Linked DNA regions of Triticum aestivum: region 1 is linked to region 2. A link is a contact called in public Hi-C data. All regions are on one chromosome and are shown on one strand. Each heading gives the region's core, a stretch centred on a gene start, on an enhancer-like site or on the middle of the called end of the contact. The rest is flanking DNA. Distances are from core to core; before and after follow the strand shown. Region 1 holds the start of LOC123121891. Region 2 holds the start of LOC123121889 (putative BPI/LBP family protein At1g04970).

Region 1 (3,168 bases), core at 157-2,656, 180 kb after region 2:
AAACAACAAGTGTAGATTTGAAAACGAGGGACAATAGAACCCGGAAGTTAAGTGTGCTCAGGCTGGGGGAGTGGGAGGATGGGTGACTGTTCGGGAAGTTAGATGATTTGGAATGATGAGGGGTGATTAGAGATTAAATTGAGCAGTGATGAGGGGTGATTAGAGATTAGAGGTTAAAATAATTCAGAAATTTGAAAATCAGGAAAAAATTTCAATTTTTTTTTAATTTTTTAAAAAAAATCCTTTAGTACCGGTTGGTGTTACCAACCGGGACTAAAGGTGGACCTCCAGGCAACAACCATGTGGAGGGCCTTTAGTCCCGGTTCGTATAAGAACCGGGACTAAAAGGGGACCTTTAGTAACGACCCTTTAGTCCCGGTTCCAGAACCGGGACTAAAGGCCCTCTAGAACCGGGACAAAATGCCCTTTTCTACTAGTGCTAGTACCTAAGGGGGCGTTATTCTTGGAGGTGTTCATGGGCTCGAGGGACCAGTGGACGGTATCATTGGTGAAGCGGTGATTCATCCTACACATTGATGGCGGCGGATCTCAGCGGCGTGGCGTAGTGGAGACTCGGTGTTTGATGTGTGGTGATAGACTCGCGCCGGAGGACGACGCCGTCTGGCGTCGTGGTGGCGTTGGTGGTAGAGAGGACTGGCAAGACCGATGCGTCAGTATCTGCTTTGAAGATGGATCGTTAGAAGATGGTGGTGACGGCCCTTGCAGTGTGCGCATGTGATGTCCACTGAGAGTGCGCCGGATTGGTGTGTGACCCAATCCCGGCATTGTGGCTTGGGTGGGATAACCGGCTTTAGGTGTTAGGATTTTGTGCGATGTCTGTTTGGTATTAGGCTCGCACATTCAGCACCCCTTTATCAAATGGATAGGAGTAGCGACACGTATTGCTAAGATGGAGACTTCAGGCTTACTCCCTCCGTTTCTAAATATTTGTCCTTTTAGACATCTCAAATGGACTACTATATAGGAAGTATATAGACATATTTTACAGTGTAGATTCACTCATTTTACTTCATATAGAGTTACTGTTGAAATCTTTAGAAAGACAAATATTTAAAAACGGAGAAGTACTTTGCAAGGTTTTTGTGAATAATTAATAAGCAGGCTGCATGCATCGTCCAGAGGCCGGGGTACATCCTTCTTTTCTACGGTAATTTTTTTTGCTAGTGATAGTCTCATGACTTTTTGCTAGTGGTAGTCTCATGACAGTCTACATGCATCGCCCAGAGGCCGGGATACATCCTTCTTTTCTACAGTAATTTTTTTGCTAGTAGTAGTCTCATGATTCATCGTGAAGATTAGAAGTAGCGTGCGGTACCTTTTTTTTTTGAGCTTGTGCGGTAACCTTCTTGCTCGTACATGCTGACTAGACCCAAGAGCGTCTGTGGTCGGCAAACCGACACGAGCCGAGCGGCCGAGCCCGGTCCAAGCGTTCAACCCCGACTGTCCAGCCCGCTCGTCCCGCACGCTTTCCCCTCCTCCAAGCCACCACCCGCCTCCTCCGTCTCCTCCCCCCACCCAATCCGCCGCTGACCCCCCTTCCAGAACCTCCGAGAAGCGAACGAGAGAGCCCGCAGGGGCATGGCGATGGCGACGCACACGGGGGTCGCCGCCTCCAAGGTCCTCATCCTCGTCGGCGCAGGTCGCAATCAATCCCCCCGTCCCCAAATCTATCAATTTGCGATGTCGAAATTCGAATTGGCTGCTTCTCTTGATCCTGAAATGGTGATTTTGCGTCGCCGCAGGCCTGACGGGATCGATCGTGCTTCGGAATGGCCGCCTGTCGGATGTATTGGCGGAGCTCCAGGTCGGTGGATTTCCAGCTCATACCTTGTTAATTTTCTCGCCTTTATTCATCATCAGAGGTGGGGAGAAATCTTTGGATGTTTTTTATGATGAGAAGACAATAGGATAATAGGAGCGTTACCGCTGACCTGTCTGAATAGAGCATGATTGTAAATTTGCATACACATGCTCATAAGAGCAGCACAGATTGTCACCCAATCTTACAATTAAATCCGCTTTGCCGCACACATATATGTATGGAAAGTATTGGACAGCGCTTTTGATGATCTCATTTTCATTTTCTGCGTAACAAGTGAAGGCACCAATGGGTACTCCAAATCATCCATAGTGTACCCTGCAGAAAAAATAATCAGCCATAGTGTTTGCCAAGCATGTGTCAGTGGTTTAGATTGTATGTTCTTCATCTTGTAGTAAGTTATGTCAACCTTCAAATCTTTGAGGGACATGTTGTGTTTTTCTGTTTTTATTAGGAGCTCATGAAGGGCGTAAATCAAGGAGAAGGCTCCAGCGCATATGACATGGCTCTTATCCAAGCTCAGGTGCGCAGTTGTTTATACTTGCACCAACAGTTGCATAAATATGAGATATTACACTAATGTCTTTCATTTGCTGTAAAATAACGTCTCTGTTGTTGTTTGTGCATTCCACGTGCTGGTATTTGATACCAGATTCGGCATTTAGGCCAAGAAGTCAGAGATTTAACTTTGTCAAAGCCCATTACCATATTGAGTGGCAAATCGGACTCGGGAGGTATGTACCTGTCTGATGCCCCCCTTGCTATGTTTCAGCTTTTCTCTCTAAGCGACCTATGCAAAAAACCTAATCCACATGCTAAATAAGCCTTCATTATGAATTTGCTTGTATTATCCAAAAATGCTCAGATAGATAGTTACTCACTTAAGCCTGACTCTCCTACAATATCTGCAGCTGAAAGAAGGCCTATTTTTTTGGCATGTGCATCTCCAATCTGACAATGAATGATTCATGAGTTTGAATCGCTTCGAAACTTGTAATTTGGAACATGTAGATAAGCTAATGAACAATATATTGGTACATTCAATTGTTTCGCCACGATATTTATGAACCTTTGAGAAAAGCTACTTACCTCATTCATTTTAGAGAAAAGTATATTTTTGGTCCTTCAACTCTTCGTGGAGTCTAGATTTAGTCCTTCAACTTGAAAACCGGACAACTTGCACCCCTAACTTTTAAAACCGGACAAGTTTAGTCCCTGAGGTTGTTTCTGTGCCGAGTCAACCCGGTTTTGGCTAGTCGTAAGTCTAACACAACGTCCACCTCATCATCTTCTTCTTACTCGTGTCGGGCGTTTCATCGAACACTTCG
Region 2 (3,492 bases), core at 455-2,954:
TAGAATTCGTTTGAAAATAAAAACCCTAGTTCACTTCAGATACATGTCATGACAAGAGTTTTATATAGAAAAACCATACTCAAAGGAGTTGACAAAGTATTAAAAAATATGGAACTGTGAACCACGTACCCTTGATAAAACCAAGAGGATCCTCCATTCAGTGTTATGTCCAAGTCTTTCATATAACAGCCACATTCCATAACAAATAGTTTTAGTGATCCATTTTCATTCTTCAGCCCCATGGAAACCCCAACGTCCATTCCTTCAACCTTAGTGAAAAGGATTCATGAATACACCTCGTACCTTCTTCCATATACATGTCAAGGGTGTCTACTACTAAAAAGTTACAAAGGTAAAGGATGTGTAACTATCACATATGTCGCACAACAATGAACAAAACAAAGGTGTAAGGTTTGACATGTTAAGAACACTTCAAAGTAAATGTAAAACTTACATACATAAAACTGCAATTGTTTGCAAAAAAGGCATGTAATGTGAATCCAGGTAATTAGTTGCTTGTGCAAGCTTTTAACTTAAAGAATTTCAAAAATAAAAGTAACTCGCTTTTTGCCTTGTTCAAATGAACAACAAGCTTATCATCATATCAATGATTTATGAGGCATATGGCATCTCTAAGTTACCGTAATGCTGTTTAGTTGCTTGCTTCTGTCTATGTGTATAGCCACACTTAATTCCTACGAATTTTTACGAGTTAGATTTTATATTGTAAGTTCAAAACCCCATTGTGCTAAAATGTCATATGCTGGTCAAATCAATCCTGCAGGCTGACCAAATTGAAGCCTAAGTAAAAGAGTCATGCTGCTACCAATATGTAGCCAAGATATGAGTATTGTTTCAGTTGAAGCTTATGTAAAACAATCATGCTGCACTAATAGGTAGGAAAAATACCATTATCCCATAAAATAGTTATACTACTGAATAATATACATAGACACCCATGTACTTACTGAAGAAATGAAACTTTCTTTACAGCCCCATGTATATAATTCCCATGTAAAACATGTTGATAAGTATGAATTAGTTCTCCGATAACTAGGTTTACGTCTATTCTTGAGGATGCAATTACCTCTAATTCTGAGCATTATTAACACTTTATGAACCAATCTAGTGCCTGAAGCCCGTCGGTCGTGTTACCTGAATCGAAGCATTCCCACTGTCAGAGATCTCAACGAGCCAGGAGCTGTACGAGTAACTCCACTCCATGGTGAGGTTGACGCTGGACAGGGACGCGGCCACCACGACCCCCGTGTCGCCGGCGGCGACGGTGGAGTTGGCGACTGCCACGCCGCCAAGCACGATGCGGGAGGCGACCGTGCGGACGGCGCCGATGATGGGGATGCTCACGGACCGCTCGATGTCGGGTACGCTCAGATGAGCGAGGGTGTCGGCGGCTCGGGGCACGAGCAGGTCCTTGGCGAAGTCGAGGCCGGACTGGGAGATGACGGCGGAGATGTGCGGCGAGGCGGCGGCGGGGGAGGGAGTGGAGAATAGGAGGGTGAGGAGGAGGAGGAGGAGACGGGCGACCATGGCGGCGAGGGGGATAGTGTTCGCCGGCGGCGGCGGAAGTGGGTGGCGTCAGGGAGAAGAACACACGCGCGGCGGAGGGGAGCTTGCGAGCTCGCGACGGCTTTGACCGGCCGCGGCTTCAGTGAGGAGCGATTGGGGTTTGCCAGGGTTAACGTGGCGCAAACGTGGCTCGATTGGCCACCCGTCCACATGTGTTCTTCTTCTTTTGCCGAGGATCGACCCGTTGGCTAGGCAAATGAGGTAGCTGCCAGCCCATTCGAGTTCGAATCCCGACTCGGACACTCGATGTTCACGGAGTTTCTCCTATAAAAAATGCCAACAAAGGTTAGTCCTTGGGTTGGTCTTAATTTTAGTACTCTCGTTCTTTTTCTTTTGTTTAAGAAATGGTAGCCATGTGAAAGAGCGAAAAGTTGTCAATGCAATAGAAACAACACGATAGTTCTCATCAAAATGTGTGTCCCGTGAATTTGTCTTTGGTGGATCTGCTCTGATTTGATCGTTGTCCGTCTATGTTTGTGTGTGTTCAGGTTGCATCCTTTCGATCTACGCTACTCTTTATCGGCGTCGGTTGCTGTCCTGTTGTGATGGTCCTATGGAGTCTTAGCATGACGACTTCCCGACTGTTTACTACAACAAGTTTTTCCCGGCTCCGGCAAGAGAGGTGCGATGACAACGGCGCGCCTTCGGCTCGCTTCAGTGCTTGTAGTTGTGGTTAGGTGGTCTATGGATCTGGGTGTAATTTTTTTTATTTCTGGTGTTCGTTGTACTATCATGATTAAAGATGAATAGATCAAAAGTTTTCTCAAAAAAAAAACATTACCTCCTTCCACACACTTGCCACCCACAAACGCAATTCGTCACACACCGAACAACGCACATCGTACCAATGTCAACACCGAGACACAAAAGAGCCAAATGCACATCACACATACGCGCAAGTTGAACGTCGACACTGGGACGAAGGGGGTATTTATATAACTCCATGCAAATATGCCCATTGCACACCTATTTAGGGTGTACATGATTATGAGGTTGTAGATGAATATTAGTTGTGTAACAAAAAGATGTTTTTAGTATGTGCATACAACACTTCTTGTGGGGATTGTATAAACTAAGAAATAACTTCCGTTAGAATCGGAGTTGTAGAATTATGTTGCAACTATGGTAGTAGGAAATTCACCATATGCTTAGGAATGTCTATTTTCCCTGCCCCGCCCGATGTCTAGACCAACCCAAGTTGTGGGTGTACCGATTGAAGGCGATAAGCCCAGAACCATAGAGGATGGAGAATGTTTTCTGATCATGATGAGATATGACGATGAGCGATGTGGTGAGCAATGGAGAGGAGAAGCTCTAGGCAGGACTGAAGGACAACAATATATGCCCCATGTCGAACATGTAAAACACTGCACCTATGTTTGTTCATGGATGTGACCTGAAGTAGATTTTGAGTCAATGCGATTTGTGAGTACACCGGTGTGGCAAAAACTAAAATAGCCGGCGGCCTTGAGTGCGAAATATTCAACTCAAATTTATTATGCACTATTTTTACTTCCTCTGGTCACAAATCTAGGTACTTCTAAGTTCGTTCAAATATTTTTTTTCTCACAACACAAGATTACCACTACTAGTTTCTTTATGAAAAATACTTTCATAATTAGTGGCGAGCCACTAAGTGAACGAGGCCCAGCGCAAACCATGTACAAGTGAACGATTGGTTCGTTTCCGGCAAATCCTATTTACCACTTATTATGGCCATTTGTCTTTTTTAGGCAATCTCGCGAAGTTTTTATTAAAACCTCACAGTGTTTACATGAACGAAAGAAAGATTATCGGGCTGGACCTAACCAAACATGACGGGCCGGCTCCTAAAGATAAAGAATGGTTCGCTAGATTGGGAGTTTTAAAATTTGAGCTCCTAAATTCATGAACTATATTACAAAT

Evidence for each region. Hi-C and Micro-C count contacts between places; a contact is called where the count stands out from the background.
Region 1: a Hi-C map of leaf shows a contact between it and region 2, with 2.7 times the contacts expected there. The contact joins the promoter of LOC123121891 here to the promoter of LOC123121889 in region 2. A contact is called at or near these places in 2 of 5 Hi-C or Micro-C datasets (both in leaf).

The regions. Positions count from the first base shown.
Region 1 is chr5D:374,924,707-374,927,874 of IWGSC CS RefSeq v2.1, forward strand. It overlaps LOC123121891, which reads left to right and starts at 1,407. Exons shown (of 12, transcript XM_044541986.1): 1 at 1,407-1,660; 2 at 1,764-1,825; 3 at 2,295-2,363; 4 at 2,493-2,574. The coding sequence starts at 1,600.
Region 2 is chr5D:374,742,993-374,746,484 of IWGSC CS RefSeq v2.1, forward strand. It overlaps LOC123121889 (putative BPI/LBP family protein At1g04970), which reads right to left and starts at 1,705. Exons shown (of 6, transcript XM_044541984.1): 1 at 1,156-1,705; 2 at 130-269. The coding sequence starts at 1,548.